Regions from separate parts of the Gossypium arboreum genome. Here all the other regions are linked to region 3. A link is a contact called in public Hi-C data. All regions are on one chromosome and are shown on one strand. The core of a region is the stretch at or near the end of the contact, and the rest is flanking DNA. Distances in the headings are between cores, read along the strand shown. Region 1 holds the start of LOC108469032 (dolichol-phosphate mannose synthase subunit 2). Region 2 holds the start of LOC108469639. Region 3 holds the start of LOC108469590 (inactive poly [ADP-ribose] polymerase RCD1-like).

Evidence for each region. Hi-C and Micro-C count contacts between places; a contact is called where the count stands out from the background.
Region 1: a contact with region 3 is called in a Hi-C map of leaf, with 2.8 times the contacts expected there. The contact joins the promoter of LOC108469032 here to the promoter of LOC108469590 in region 3. A contact is called at or near these places in 2 of 5 Hi-C or Micro-C datasets (both in leaf).
Region 2: a Hi-C map of leaf shows a contact between it and region 3, with 4 times the contacts expected there. The contact joins the promoter of LOC108469639 here to the promoter of LOC108469590 in region 3. A contact is called at or near these places in 2 of 5 Hi-C or Micro-C datasets (both in leaf).

What each region holds. Positions count from the first base shown.
Region 1 is chr8:16,561,193-16,565,792 of ASM2569848v2, forward strand. It overlaps LOC108469032 (dolichol-phosphate mannose synthase subunit 2), which reads left to right and starts at 2,208. Exons shown (of 3, transcript XM_017769920.2): 1 at 2,208-2,379; 2 at 2,561-2,653; 3 at 2,751-3,102. The coding sequence starts at 2,564. The coding sequence ends at 2,903. LOC108467708 reads left to right here. Exons shown (of 2, transcript XM_017768448.2): 2 at 674-1,486. The coding sequence ends at 1,136. LOC108469069 (probable calcium-binding protein CML11) reads right to left here. Exons shown (of 2, transcript XM_053018212.1): 2 at 4,245-4,600. The coding sequence ends at 4,336.
Region 2 is chr8:16,473,695-16,478,566 of ASM2569848v2, forward strand. It overlaps LOC108469639, which reads right to left and starts at 3,337. Exons shown (of 7, transcript XM_053018367.1): 1 at 2,960-3,337; 2 at 2,786-2,875; 3 at 2,546-2,700; 4 at 2,192-2,270; 5 at 1,828-1,947; 6 at 1,685-1,755; 7 at 1,211-1,591. The coding sequence starts at 3,067. The coding sequence ends at 1,360. It overlaps LOC108469640 (syntaxin-22), which reads right to left. Exons shown (of 7, transcript XM_017770601.2): 4 at 4,847-4,872; 5 at 4,249-4,406; 6 at 4,051-4,151; 7 at 3,457-3,842. The coding sequence ends at 3,777. LOC108469638 (calmodulin-interacting protein 111) reads left to right here. Exons shown (of 11, transcript XM_017770597.2): 10 at 1-128; 11 at 711-1,116. The coding sequence ends at 771.
Region 3 is chr8:16,824,431-16,829,190 of ASM2569848v2, forward strand. It overlaps LOC108469590 (inactive poly [ADP-ribose] polymerase RCD1-like), which reads right to left and starts at 1,680. Exons shown (of 8, transcript XM_053018480.1): 1 at 1,296-1,680; 2 at 57-182.

The DNA.
Region 1 (4,600 bases), core at 958-3,457, 260 kb before region 3:
CCATGGTATTTAGCTGAGCTTGTGATTGGGCCTCATGAAGCCTCATTTTCATTACAATCTATGTTTAGCTGAAGGTCATCGTTGAATAGTTAGAGTTATTTTTAAGTGGAAAATGAAGATTTGTGCCAATATCTGTATGAAGTTGCTATAGTGTGTGAAGGTGATGTTTTCCTTTTTAGTACATCAATTAACCTTTTCTTCTTTTTCTTTGTGTTTCCAATTACATGCAAATATGTACTTAAAAAAAGCTGCAAAATATTTCATGTTTTTAAATTGAGATCTATGCATGCTGCACAACCTCAGTGATTTGGTTCTTTAGCTAATAAGGTAGGTGCAGGATGACTGTATAAAGTGCCGCGGGTTTCCTTACTGTATGATTTAAACGTCCACCAAGTTCACTGCTTCTAAGGGAGAGAAATATGGGTGAAACACCTGAACTAACTCTTGTAATCTATGCTTTATTCCTAAGAGTTTCAGTGTTTCACCAATGTTGAAGTGACTTTAATTTTGTGATGATGTTCCATCATTTTTACATTTGGGTAGTGAGTTTAATGTATAGACAATAATGTAATCCTGAATATCGGTTGCTTGTGATGTGGACTCGAAAATACCTTCTCTAATTTTTCTTTTTGTTTCCCTTCTAAATCGGAAACTGTTTCTCTTCTGTGACCAGACGAACACGTGATGTATTTGACATAGCACTCAAGGTTCACCAGAATATACAACAGAGAGACTTGGAAGTTGGTAGGAACCTTGGTAACTGGATCCTCCGCTGGCTTGACAAAATGAAACCTTCTGCCCAAATCCGACCTCCAAGCCACCAGAAACCCCACCATGGTACCGGCAGTGCAAATATGAACATCACAAAGCAAGTGAATAACTCATCAAAAACTCCTAGAAGCTTGCAGACACCACGAAATGGTGAAGCTGATAGACGTCTTTTTAGTTCATCAACGTATATGCTGTCTAAATCCCTCCCTACAATTGCAATGATGATTCGGCCACCAAAGGCTGCTGGAAACATGACTCAGTACAGGCATTTGAGCATCAATGGACCTCACACACTGAGGTTGAACTACACACGAGGCGAAGGACTTATTAGAAAGGATATAATGCAATGGATGCTGCACAACTGAAGATTTGAAACTCTTTTCCGTTTGCATTTGTGGACTTCAGAAACCCCCTATGGTCGTGGAAGGGGGTATGTTTGGTGCTGGAAATTGTTTTCTTGAAAGGATACATTGCTTTTGAGTTTGGCCTGTTCATGGGACAATAAAATGTACTTGTCATCTGCGTTTGTAGATTCTTTCGAGTCTATATGTTCCAGCATTCTGTTGCTTGGAGAACACAGATGTTATGACATTGTCGTTATGTTATACAAGATCTGTGAATCATTTGGTTTGCCATTGCCATATGGAAATTTTCTTTGGACACTATTTGTGATAACGTTGAATTTTACTTAAATTTGATTACCAATCTTATGTAATTGTAGTAGCAATCTTGTTTAAAAGGGACTTTCAGTTTCATCCGATTGGTACCTATTACATTAAATTACATTTAAACCAAAATCGACTGAAGAACTGAGGTATTGGTTGTCCTTTGATTGAACAAACTTCGAAACTCTCGGGGTTTGAAATCAACATTTTCAAAAGGCTACAGGGGCTACATTCGATATTTATCATCATTTTTAAGTCAAGAACCGAAGATTCCTAATAATAATAAAATAATGGTCATATTCTGCTATTAATCCCTGTACTATGCATAAGTTACAGATTTAGACCTTGTTTTTTAATTTGTAGAATTTTAGTTTTTGTACTTTTCTAATTTTGAAATTTCAGTTTGACTCAAACGATAGTAGTCAAATTTTGTTAAGTTAAATTCTGTTCAGAATCTTACTTAGCAAATATATTATCATATGTAATACCACGTCAACTTGTCATTGTCATACAATACTCACGAAACCTATCATTTGTGTAAGGATTGAAATTTCAAATTCTAGCCACTAAAATTTATCAAATTGAAGAATAATGTTCAAATTCACATCTTACAATAATATAAGACTAATAACAAAATTTGATCTATCAAATTTAATTGCTACCATTTGGATGAGGACTGAAATCTCTAAACTCGACTATATCAAATTAGACTGTATGGATTAAATCCATAACTTAGGAATAGTACAGTGACTAATGTGAGAATTTCACCTAAAAAAAAAAAAAAAACAATTCTGTCGTCGCATAAAAATTACGCTGCATTTTCCCCTAATCTTTTGCCTCCACTCAAATAATCGACTTTCGTTCTTTCCGTTCATCTTGTCACCGTCAGCCGCGGAACCGTTGTAATCCAAGCTAGCAATTACCAATCTGTGCTCTTGCAAAGGTAGTTTCTCCTGTTATCTGATAACTTTTCCCCTCTTAATTTGTGCACCTTAAAATCTTAGAAGCTTCATGGGGATTTGGTTTTGCGACCCAATTCATAGATTCTTGTGGAAGCTAACGAATTCTGGAAATATAGATAGTTATTACTTTTCTTATACATCATTGGGTTTTGATATTATCAGAGAATGGAATTAGCGGATCGAGCAGTTGGGTTTCTATTATCTATTACCAGTCTATCAATATTCACGTATTATACGTTTTGGGTCATCATCCTGGTCAGTATCTGATGTTAATAGTACTACTTACTTTTCAATTTTAATTGAATAGTAGGACCTATTTATCACCTGCTGATTGATTCTGATTTCTGGACAGCCATTTGTGGACAGTGATAACTTCATCCACAACTATTTTCTACCCCAGGAATATGCCATACTGATCCCTGTGTGTGCCGGTGTGGCGCTCCTTTGCCTCCTCTGTATTTTTATTGGGCTCGTGCTGCTCAAATCCAAGAAGAAGAAGGCTTGAAGCTTGATGCTACTTTATCATCTCTGCATAAAACATGCCTTGGGTATAGCATTGCTTGTTTTCTTCCATGTATTTTTGCTTCGAATTTAAGTTTTGAGATGAGAATTTGTGTTTAGGCCATCATAATTTGTTAAAGATTGTTGCATTTGAGGACAACTTTATTTGATTTTTCTGTCTAATATACAACTGCTACAGAGAACCCAGTGTATTTTTCTTTCTTTCTGAAATGGCTAAAGCCTGAAGTCTTTCAGTTTTCCATTTCTCATCATCATGTTTTTTCCTGCTCAGTTTATTGGTATTTTAGTAGGCTTGTTCAATGTCCAAATTAAAATATATTTTCATGAGAAGCTGTTTAGGGATCTTCTCTCTTTGTCAATGTTTTGAGTTGCATTGCATTGAATCCATTAGGCTTTGAGAGATCGTTATTCGTTAGAGACTTCTACACATGGCCTTAATGACTAATGAGCACAAAAATCCTTGTATATTAGAATAATGAGCAGGATAATTATGTTCGTAATAGTTGAAGAAAAAAATATGGTTAGTTTTATGAGGTAGAGTTAATCAAATGACACTAATATGGTTCCTGACCACGTTTCGCATTTGGTTAAATATTTATTTTATACTAAATTATAGAGTAAAAATTTAAAGCTTGTAATTTCTCTAAGTTTTATATTATTTATATATTTAGAATTTAGTCTTCATATTTTTATTTTAAGAATTTAATTAATGTACCTTTCTAGAATTATATTATCACTTCAAAGGCCTTCCTTTGTGGCATTTTTAAGTGATATGGTACCAATAATGTATGACATAGGATGTGTTTAATGCTATATGTCAAGTTTTTTAAGCTACAATAATTATGTCGCATCATATTTTAAATTAATGTAAGTTTTAAGCTATAATAATTATATTTTAAATTAATGTGATACGACAATTTTTTTCATGTATTTATAGTACACCACAAGAAAATTGAAGAAAAATTAGGTGACGTTTCCTCTTCAGAAAGAGTGATATGAAGTTACAACCATACCATGCATTGAGCTTTATACATCACAAAGAAATACCAAATTCAACCAAACGTCATGGGAAAGAAGCTGATCTAAAACGAGGATGCCCCAACACAGTATGAAATTGAAAACAAGAATAATGCAGGGACTGAATGTCACAAAAACCCTTTTGTGGGATGCCCCCCCTCAATCTAAACTGTTGAAATGCATTGGAAATTGGAATAATATGAAAATCATTGTTAAAATTGCTTCAGCGGTTGTCATCAAATTTCACGGTCATTGGACGATTGCAATCTCATCATCAGAAATAACTACGAAAATTAACACCAAAAAATGATAGAAAATTGATCCACTGTTTAACTGAAAATTACAAACCAAAAAAATCAAAACACAAATAAAGTGGATAAATAGAATGAGAGTTGAAATCAAGCCCAAGAATTATTTTGAAAAGCAGCGGAAGTAATGGCCTGAGAGAACTCGTCGAAACTGATCCTCCCATCACCATCCGCATCGGCTTCTTTGATCATCCCTGTCAACTCCTCTACAGTCAATGCATGTCCAAGTTTGGCCATTGTCTGTGCTAACTCGGCAGCAGTGATAAAACCATTACCGTCCCTGTCAAACATCTTAAACAGCTGCTTCAATTGTTCCTCGCTGTACGGTAACTTCTCCGGCTGCAGCTCCGGAGCC
Region 2 (4,872 bases), core at 2,087-4,586, 350 kb before region 3:
CGGCCATCGGAGATTCAGTTGTATCAAGAGCTATCAGCAAAGTTTGAAAGGCTTGTTCACTCCAGCTCTGTGGAAAAGAAACTAGGATCTCAACAGTGCTCAACTAGATTCACTGGGTTCACATTTTGGTAAACATTTCTTCTTTTACTTCGCTTTCCTCGATATTCTGTCAATGAGACTGAGTAGCTGTGATGTAGCTCTCTTTCTCTAACGATCTCAACATGCGAAATACGCACAGCAACTGAATATATATAATCAATGAGAACTTGCATATTTGCATATGATCTTGAATTCTGGGTTTCTGTCAGATTTGGCATTACCGTATATGTGATTTGTCCTTAGGGACTAATGTTCTAAAGCTTTGCTGGAAAGATTTAAAGGAACTATAAATATTAATCCAAAAGAGCCAAAGTGCTAAAGCTCAACTGTTCCGTATCAGATCTTATAGGATGGCAACCCATTGCACTGTTTCTGTTAGAAGAAACCAAACTATAGTGATCAACACACTTTGTGACATAGTTGAAGGCTTTTCTTTTTTCTTCCTGCTGGTGGGGTTTAGAATTTGATAGCATCAAAATTAATAAAAAAACTAGTTTGGTTTCTATCAAGGAAAGATGACTTCTTTGATGTTATTAGTAGTTGAAACTTTGGAGTTCTGTAATATGAATGTGATTGAATCAATGTGGTTTATTCTCTCAATCTAAATGCAGGCAGACTGTAATAAAGCCCGTCTCAGAGTTGTTTGGTGGCTTGGCAAAGCAGCCATCATAGGCTCAGAGAATGCTTTCATCAAGAATACATTAAACAAAATGTCCAGCCCAGTCCAGTGGCTGTGGAAAGAATGGAGCAATTAATATGTGCATTTTATATCAAATGGAGTTAGTTTTGGCAGTGAGATGGAGTTTCAGTTTAGCCGTGTCTGGTTCAGGATTTTTGCAAGTACTATCAATGCTAGAAGATGCAGTAGAGTAGAACGGATTTATGGAAACCCAAAATTTTGACTTGGCTTGCCTTGTAAAATGTAATAGCACGTCTATATATTTGTAATTTATTGATCTTCAGAGTTCTTTGAGGACCCCTATAAGTTTTATCTAATGACCTAATTTCTCCTTAAAACAGTGCTAATTTCATTATCTACTATAATTATTTCCTTTGGATTAGAGATAACAACAATTGAAATATATATTATCTATTAATTAAGTCCCAAAACTTCAGTGTCATGAATCAAGTATGAAATTATATATAATCATTAAGAAAAATTCAAAAGTCGGTTTTCCTTTGCACTGCTACAACTTGATAGATCACTGACAGCTCCAAATTGAATGCCGAAAAATAAAACAGAATTCCTATGAATCAACTTTATTCATCTACCTCAGACTTCACAAAGAACTCGATATAAGCAATTCGACTAGGTTGCTGATGCCCAGCAGAATCAATATGAGGATGTGAAGTAGCTGATCTAGCAACTGAAACCAAGTGTTGAACTTTCAACATCCCTCCTCTCCCAATGGTCAGTTTACTTCCTCTGTTATCTTTAATAACACTGCTGGGTAGATTCGATGTTGTTGCTCGAAGAAACTTGTATTTATACCTGCCAAGTTCCAACACAGTAACAGATGATATTGGTTTGCTTAAGTGAAATGGTAAGTATATGATATAAAGAATCAATTGAAAATAAACATACCTATAGGATACTTGGCAATCACAGTGAAATGCAATCACAAGATCCGTATTTACATAATAGGTGAAATCTATCTGCAAGAAAGGATGAGTAGTTAAGCTTCCGAGTGGTCAAAAACCTCAACGGATGTGGAAGTAAAACAGCACCTGCAAGTCTCCATGGCCTTCTCCTTTAAACGTAATGCATGGGGGATCTGGCTGTAGATTGATCTGGATGCTCGACCCTGGCCATTCTAGATCATCAATTGCTTCTTTTAATGCTGCGGACTGAATAAAAAACTATGGTTGTAATTTGCAGCCGTAAGAATTGGTTGAACCTAACAGGATCTTAAAGCAAAAGTGGACATTCCAACCATGTAGTATCATCTTCTTAATAGAAGACAACAATGGTGTCTGGAAAAGCTCAAAAATCCATTACATCAGAGATTTAGGTGTACAAGGGGTTGAAGCAGCCATTAACCATGCTTTGTTCTTTCTTATATGATATGATCACACCACGAACATACAATACCTTGACAGTAAAAGTAAGTGGCGTGCTTCCGGCAGGTTCAAAGTTGTAGTCCCATGAAATTGTATCTGGAATTCTTGTCCTGATTTCCGCATAAATACAAGCATCAAGTGAATCAACAGACCTAACAATCATTGAAAAGAAAAGAAAAAAAAAACAGTCACACCAGGAGCTGAGTTTTTAAATATGTAGAAATCAACTTAATCATGGATGAGAGGGACCTTGCTCCCTTGACTTATTTAAGTTGAAATTAGATACAATTGGAAATTCATACCGTATTTACCGGAGTTATTCTCAACATTGAATTGAAATTCTACTATATTAGATGCTGATAAAGAAAGAATATGATTTATATACTTGATAAGAAGCTGCATATCAGGTCCTGGGTATTGAATCTCGATCATACTTGAACGTCCAGGTGCAGAAAATGAGTTCAAACAGTCGACAAAGAGGCCCAAACTTACTCCAAATCGTGGTCGCCCTTCAGCATGATATTCATAGCGAACGAATAGCTGAAAATAGGAAAGGAACGGCTGAAGCTCAAACAGCTACAGATTAACTAAAATAAATGGGGAAAAGAAGAAGAAAAATGAGTACCTCACGTTGAAGATAAACTTTGGCTTGAAGACAACCAGTATCCTCCACGATCAAAACGACACCATGCTCTGATAATTCCACCACTGCGTCCTATGCTTATAGCAAAAATAGCAAATTGAAATCCCCAAAACCCTAACCGTAAATTTTCAAAAAAAGAAAAGAAAAGAAAGAGACCTGATGGCGTTTCCATCGAACGGCAGAGAGTGCGTCGACCATACCTTGGACGTTGTCCAACTGGCACACCAGATCCGGCGCTTCTGCTTCTACTGCCGACGAGCTCATCTCTTCCACAATCTCTCTCTCCTTGTTTTCCTTTCCCGCCAATTCCCCTCGAGACCTAAAAGACCGGTGATCTACTAATCTTTTCCAGCTCAGCAGTTTTGAAGACCATTAATTCTGATGATTTTGTAATATAAAAGGTGTACTACAATTTTCAACTCAAATAGTTGGAATAAATAAAATTATTACTTGAGATTAAATTTAATTAGTGTGAAAGTCATGGATTGTTGGCATTGATCCAGCCCTTCATATCCGCTCTTTCAATTGTATTGGCACCAAACCAATTTCTTAGACATCGGCCAACATGAATTTCTACTTTTTTTTTTTTATGGGATGGAAATCAGAAAACCTAGCATACTTTGAAGCAATGCATAAATATTTTAAGCTAGCTATTTAACAACTCATAGATATATATTTATATAGAAAGACAAAGAATTGCAACTCTTATTACAACACGAAAGCTGTAAAGACATCCTCAACAAAAAAACCAAAACACCAACTTAGAAAAGAGACACTCCGCCAAAGATTAACCAAAAATATCATTATGATTTACTGATAATCACATGCTATATACTTGAAAAACTATTAAGCGAATTCGAGTCAGCCATCATGTCTTGCAAACAAACGTCAAACACATTACTCAGAAGACCACATTCTTGCTGCTGGGAAGATCTTTTGAGTTTGCCCTTGATCATCTTGGACGACTTTCTGATTAGGCTGCCAGTACTATGATCACTATCAGAAGCACAATTCCGAATATCACCAGGAGCAAGCATGCCTGCCCAAAAAAAATATAAACATATTAATTCCTTGGAATGAAGGCGGCTTTGTATAGGCAGGTCAGAAGACAGCTTACGAAAACCCCACACAAGTCCCATTATTACAATTAAAAGAAGCAAATACCTAACCTCTGTTTTAATTGTGTTTTACATGCAACACACAATTTTAACTTCATAAAATAAAAGAAACAGAGCATTGTATGTTACCAGAGAAGAATTTGATCTCTGGCTCTTTGCGGCTTTCACGAGATGGGATTTTGCCTGTGAAGTGGCAGCCTGGGAATTTTCAATATGGGTCCCGATGTCATCTGCACCACAGATAAACTTTCAGTACTTCTCTACATGATCCAGAAGTTGAGAACAGCCATAGTTAACTCAATGCAAATGATTAAATATTTTTTTTACCAATCATAGTTCCCTGCTCATGAACTAGCACAGCAAGATCTTTGAAGATCTCGTTCACCTCACCAATTTGCTGCTGAATTTCTTGAATTCCTTGTTCTCTTTCATCAATGATAGCCTCATTAAATGCAATCTCATTATCCAACAGCACGACCTCTTGTCTGCAAGGAAGAATACTCAAAAGCTAAAGGCTGCAGTTGGACTATCAAATTCAAAAAAATCAACAATAAGATAACGCAACAGATAAACAGTTTAAACAAATAGCTTCCTTGTATTACACAAGGTTTTGTTCTTAAAGTTCTCTAGACAATACATATTTTAAATATGCATGGAATGGAGAAAAGAATATGATTATAAACCTTCCCACAAGTATCTAGGAAGCACAAACTAGGATCTTTTGATTACTTTTGTTGCTCCAATCTTATAAAGGCATATTGATATACAAGCAGGCAAGTATGCATGTAGACACATGGACGCCGGAAAAAAGAACTGGCACAGAGGGTTCATACAAATCCAGAATTTATTTAGAAAAGTCAAAAGTGATCCAAACAGCCTGCAACATGCAATGGGGATGGCTTGCTAAAATTCCTAAAGAACTTACCTTCTTTCAACAAGAAGGGCTCGCTG
Region 3 (4,760 bases), core at 430-2,929:
GATAGCATATGAAACCAAACTTAATAGAATCGCCACAAGGCAAGAGGATCGCATACCTAGAACTGCAGTTAGTGTCAATCCTGTACATGTTCATGTTGCACATATCCATGTTGTACATGTTGATGTTGCACATATTAATCTTGGACATGTTACTCTTCATTTTCTTTCCTAACAATTATTTCCTAGAAGAAATAGCAACTTCTTTATTACTCTACAGCATTTGGTACCCTGCCTCCCACAGCATCACATAACAATACCTACAAATATTGTAGCAAATAAATTTATAAAAATTATGTTTCAACAATTCTTCGGTTCCCATTTTTTATTGTAGCAAATAAATTTATAGAAATTATGTTTCAACAATATTTATAAAAATATTGTACATGTTGATGTTGCACATATTAATCAGACATCTGACCAAAAATAAATTAGAAATTTTCACAAAACTGCAAAATTTACTCAGAGCAGAATTAGTATGATACTAATTACATAAATATCGAAACACAACCGGCGTTGACCTGAGAATATGAGCTTTTTTGAATAACAAGTATAGTCACGACAATCCCCCGGTTGACCTCGAAAAGAAAAAAAAACCAGCCAAAAATATACCAAAAATTTAAATCCTATGCTGATTTCTGTTAAGAAAATTGAGCAAAAATTAATGAAACCAAAGAAAATTAAGATTCGGAAAAAATGGAAAATTCTTACAAATACATAAAGACTCGAGTGTGTTTTTTTTTGTGAAAAAAATAGAAAATCAGCCTAAAAAATATTTCATCCAAATCATCAAACTAAATATATTTCTACACTAATTAAAAAAACTAAGAACATAAGATGACAAGAAATCTGGTGTTTCACGTGATTAGAATGGTGATCGAGAATTAAAAAAAGAAAATACAAAATTTCAACCGTGGAACATAGATTCCTAAAATTAAAAACTAAAAAAATGTTTTCTATAACTGAAAACTGAGTCAATCAAAAAAGAAAAAGAAAAGGAGAATATCAATATTCTACAAATCCGCAATTTCTCACAAAAACTGCAAGGTCGAAAAAAAACCTAAAATGAAAATCCTAAAGCAAAATTCTCAAAATTAACATATCATAATGTTTTTATTGATCCCCCTAGAAAACCAATTATCACAGAAATCAACCATCAAAAGAATTAACCATTCAACAAATGAAGTCAACGCCTTCCAGATGCCAAGATCAGGGCCGATCTATATAATTCGTTGTCAAAAACTTAATCAAAGAAAATAAAACGGAAAATAAAACTAAAAGAAAATGGAAAATATTACCTGCAGATGAGATAAATTTTGGAGTGATTGATTTACTTTTCTGTTTTCTAGAAGGTGGAGGGATGGGAGAGAGAAGAAAATAAAAGAAAAAGAAAAGTTAAAAACCCTAACTCAAAGAATTAGTTACTATTTTCTTTTGCGCTATCTCGCCTTCTTGGACGAAAAGCAAGGGCGAACCGAACCATCAAAACGAGTTGAGGATAAAGTTACAAGCCCGTCACAAGTTATGCTGTCACCAAGTCTATCTTTGATTGGATCCGTCATCCACGACTTCGAAATTAAACGAGAGGCAACATGAGGGTCATTTCGGGATTTTAAAATTCATTCATTTAAAGCGTAAAGGCGGTTGCTAGGAAGGGTAATTGGGGGAACTAAAAAAAAAAAGCCGGAAAAACAAGGAGCTTACTATTATAGGTTTTTATATATTTGGATGAAAGCAAAAATAACTCAGTGTAGGCCCCATTAGAAGATAAACTTCCTGTCAAACTCACAATTATTGACTGAAAATTCCTTTTTCATGATTATTTACTGGAATTTGTGACACTCTTTAAAAAAAAATTAGACGCTTAGTATATATCTTAAGTTTAGATGGACGGTATATTTAATTGTGATTAGTTTAAAAGTAATAATAATAGTAAAATTAGATATTATAATAATCGTATAGCATAAGAAAAAATTAAGCTAAATGTATTGTATTTTACTATTTATCCAAACTCATTTTAAGTTAAATTAAATTAAAATATATTTTAAAATTTTATATATTTTGTAAATTTAGATTTTTTTATCTTTACAATATAATTGCTTATTACGTGGTATGATATTTTGAAATTAAATCATGTAAAAATAAAAATAGCATTGAAAATATTGATTGAATGTTTTTAAAAATACACATTCAAAATTGTCTTAATAAAAAAATTTCGTGGAATAGTATATTTAGAAAAAATTAGTGTCGGTATTTTGATTGAAATAGTTAATAATATTAATTAACTGTTTAAACTAATTAATAACATTATAAATGTAGATAGATCAAATTATGTAAAAATTTAAAGTATATATAAATTAATCTCAAGTTTCAACATAGTTTAGAGGTGAAAATTGAAATTTAACCATTATCTTATAAAGTCAAGAAAAAGCGATGCAAATTTAAAGAAATAGAAAGCCACATGTTAGTCTGTAAGACTTTTAAAGTATTAAAAAGTTAACAATATTAATTATTTGTAATAATTAATGACATGTAAAAATATAAAGACCAAATTATATTAGAAATTAAAATATATAGATTAAACCTTAAACTAAAGTATATTAGAGATCAAAATTAAAATTTAACTATTTTTATAAAATAAAAATAAAATAGCATTGTGGATGTTTCACTTGTCAGCTAAAAGAAAGGTCATTTGAACTTTTTTTTTTAGAATATCAATTAAACTCCCTTTTATATCTAGCTATATAAGCATGTAGGCAAAATAGTTACTTCATGGAAAAAAAAGTAAGTTTTTAAAGAAATTATATAAAAATTAAAACACGTGTATATATATATTATTTTTAATAAAATTAGAAATCCTATCACATACGTATGCATGTGGAAACTATGTACTTGGCATGGATTCAAATCCTACCTCGTGCAAAATTTTTATTTATTTTTAAATAAAAAGACTAAAATACCTTCGAAGAAAATAACTTATTTTAATTATGGAAGAACATCTTCATAATTTCACTAAACGAGTTGGTGCCTAGTTGACTCGTAACACTAACTCAGATATTTTATTAATACTAGTACAATCATGCAAAATGCTCCCAAACTCAGAAAGATTTGTCATAGTAGTTCTCAATGTGGCTATGACCAATTCACAATCTGACTCAATGACCCCCTCCTCAAAACCTTCTTGTTTCAACCATGATAGAGCCTCATATATGACAAACAAATTAGCCATGTTATTGTTGAACCCTCAAAGTAGCGAACTAGAAACACCCTAGACAAAAGCCTCCATATGAGAACGGACAACAACAAATGAGGAACGTCTCTGCTCGTTGTTAACTATCGCATCCACGTTACACTTTAGCCATTCCAGATCAGGTCTAAACTAATGCTCACTATTATCGCACCTCGACAATAGGTTATTGTAAATTGTTAACAATGTAAATTGTTAATAATGTTACGAGCATCCATCCAATCTTGTAGAAAATGATCAGCAATCAAAATAACTGTAAGGACACTATACTTTATTACCAAATGAGAAGATTTCAATGTAGCCAGAGACTCTAAGTCATTGTCAATATGCGGTGGTGAGAATGAACAACAACCAAATCGAAAATGGTGCTCAAGAAGGAAAAATCGACTATGATTCCACTACCAACCCCAACTCCCGCCAAACAACCATAGCAATCAGGCAATATATATTAGAACATGCTCTACACTTTTGACACCCCACAATGAGGAAAAAGGGAAATGATCGGACAACCAATATCAGCAACGCCACCTTTATACTGGAGAAAACACTGTAAGCAACACCACTAGAAGTCGATGACATTAGGATGGACCTCTAAATTCCTCAACTTGTTCTAAGGCCTCTCAATAGCAAAATTCATAACATTGGACAGCGTGTTCAAAACCAGCATGTATCTCAACTTAACCCCGTACTCACTCGATCATGTGAAATGCCAAATTTGTCTATCTCTCAACTTATCGGTTGCTAAATGGATTGGTAACACTCTTTGCACATCAAAGGGGCCAATAAACCATCAACCATCGCCAAATCCCATCCAGCCTTGTTCTAATTGAAAAGATCGTACAGTCGAAGCTCATCCATACCATCCAAAAAAGTAGAGGCAACAAAAAAGTTTGAATCATCCGGAATCCAAGGTTCATTACAAATCTGAATATCATGCCCCAGACCAACCTACCATCAAACTCATTGAGCAAGCAAACATTTGGTTGCTAGAACACTTTTCTAAATAAACGAAGGGTTCCTACATTTTATAAAGTCAAAGAACCCATAATGGGAAAAATATTTGGCTTTGATAACATGAAAAAGAAGAGAGTCATGATTGACAGAAACTATCAACTCTGCTTACCAAGCATCACTAAGTTGAAGCAATGGAGATTCCGGAAGTGATCACCTCTCCCCTACTCTCATGAATGGAAGAGAGAAATCAACACTAAAATAATAAGCAAATAACCAAAATATATACTATCGTGCAATTTCTGCAAGTGTGAAGGGTCTGTTGTAATATAATTATACAATGGGGTATGGAGTACTCTAAGGATCAAACCCAAATGAGTCAACAATTGAACCAAATCTAGCTACGAGCATGCAAAATAAAGAGTTTAACCAACTAATCACTAAAAATTATACTATGAAAAACCATAAAGTTGAGAGTAATTACACTAATTTATGAACTAACTAAAAAAGGACTAAATCGTAAAGCGTGCAAAGTTATGAATTAACAAATAAATAAAAAACAGTG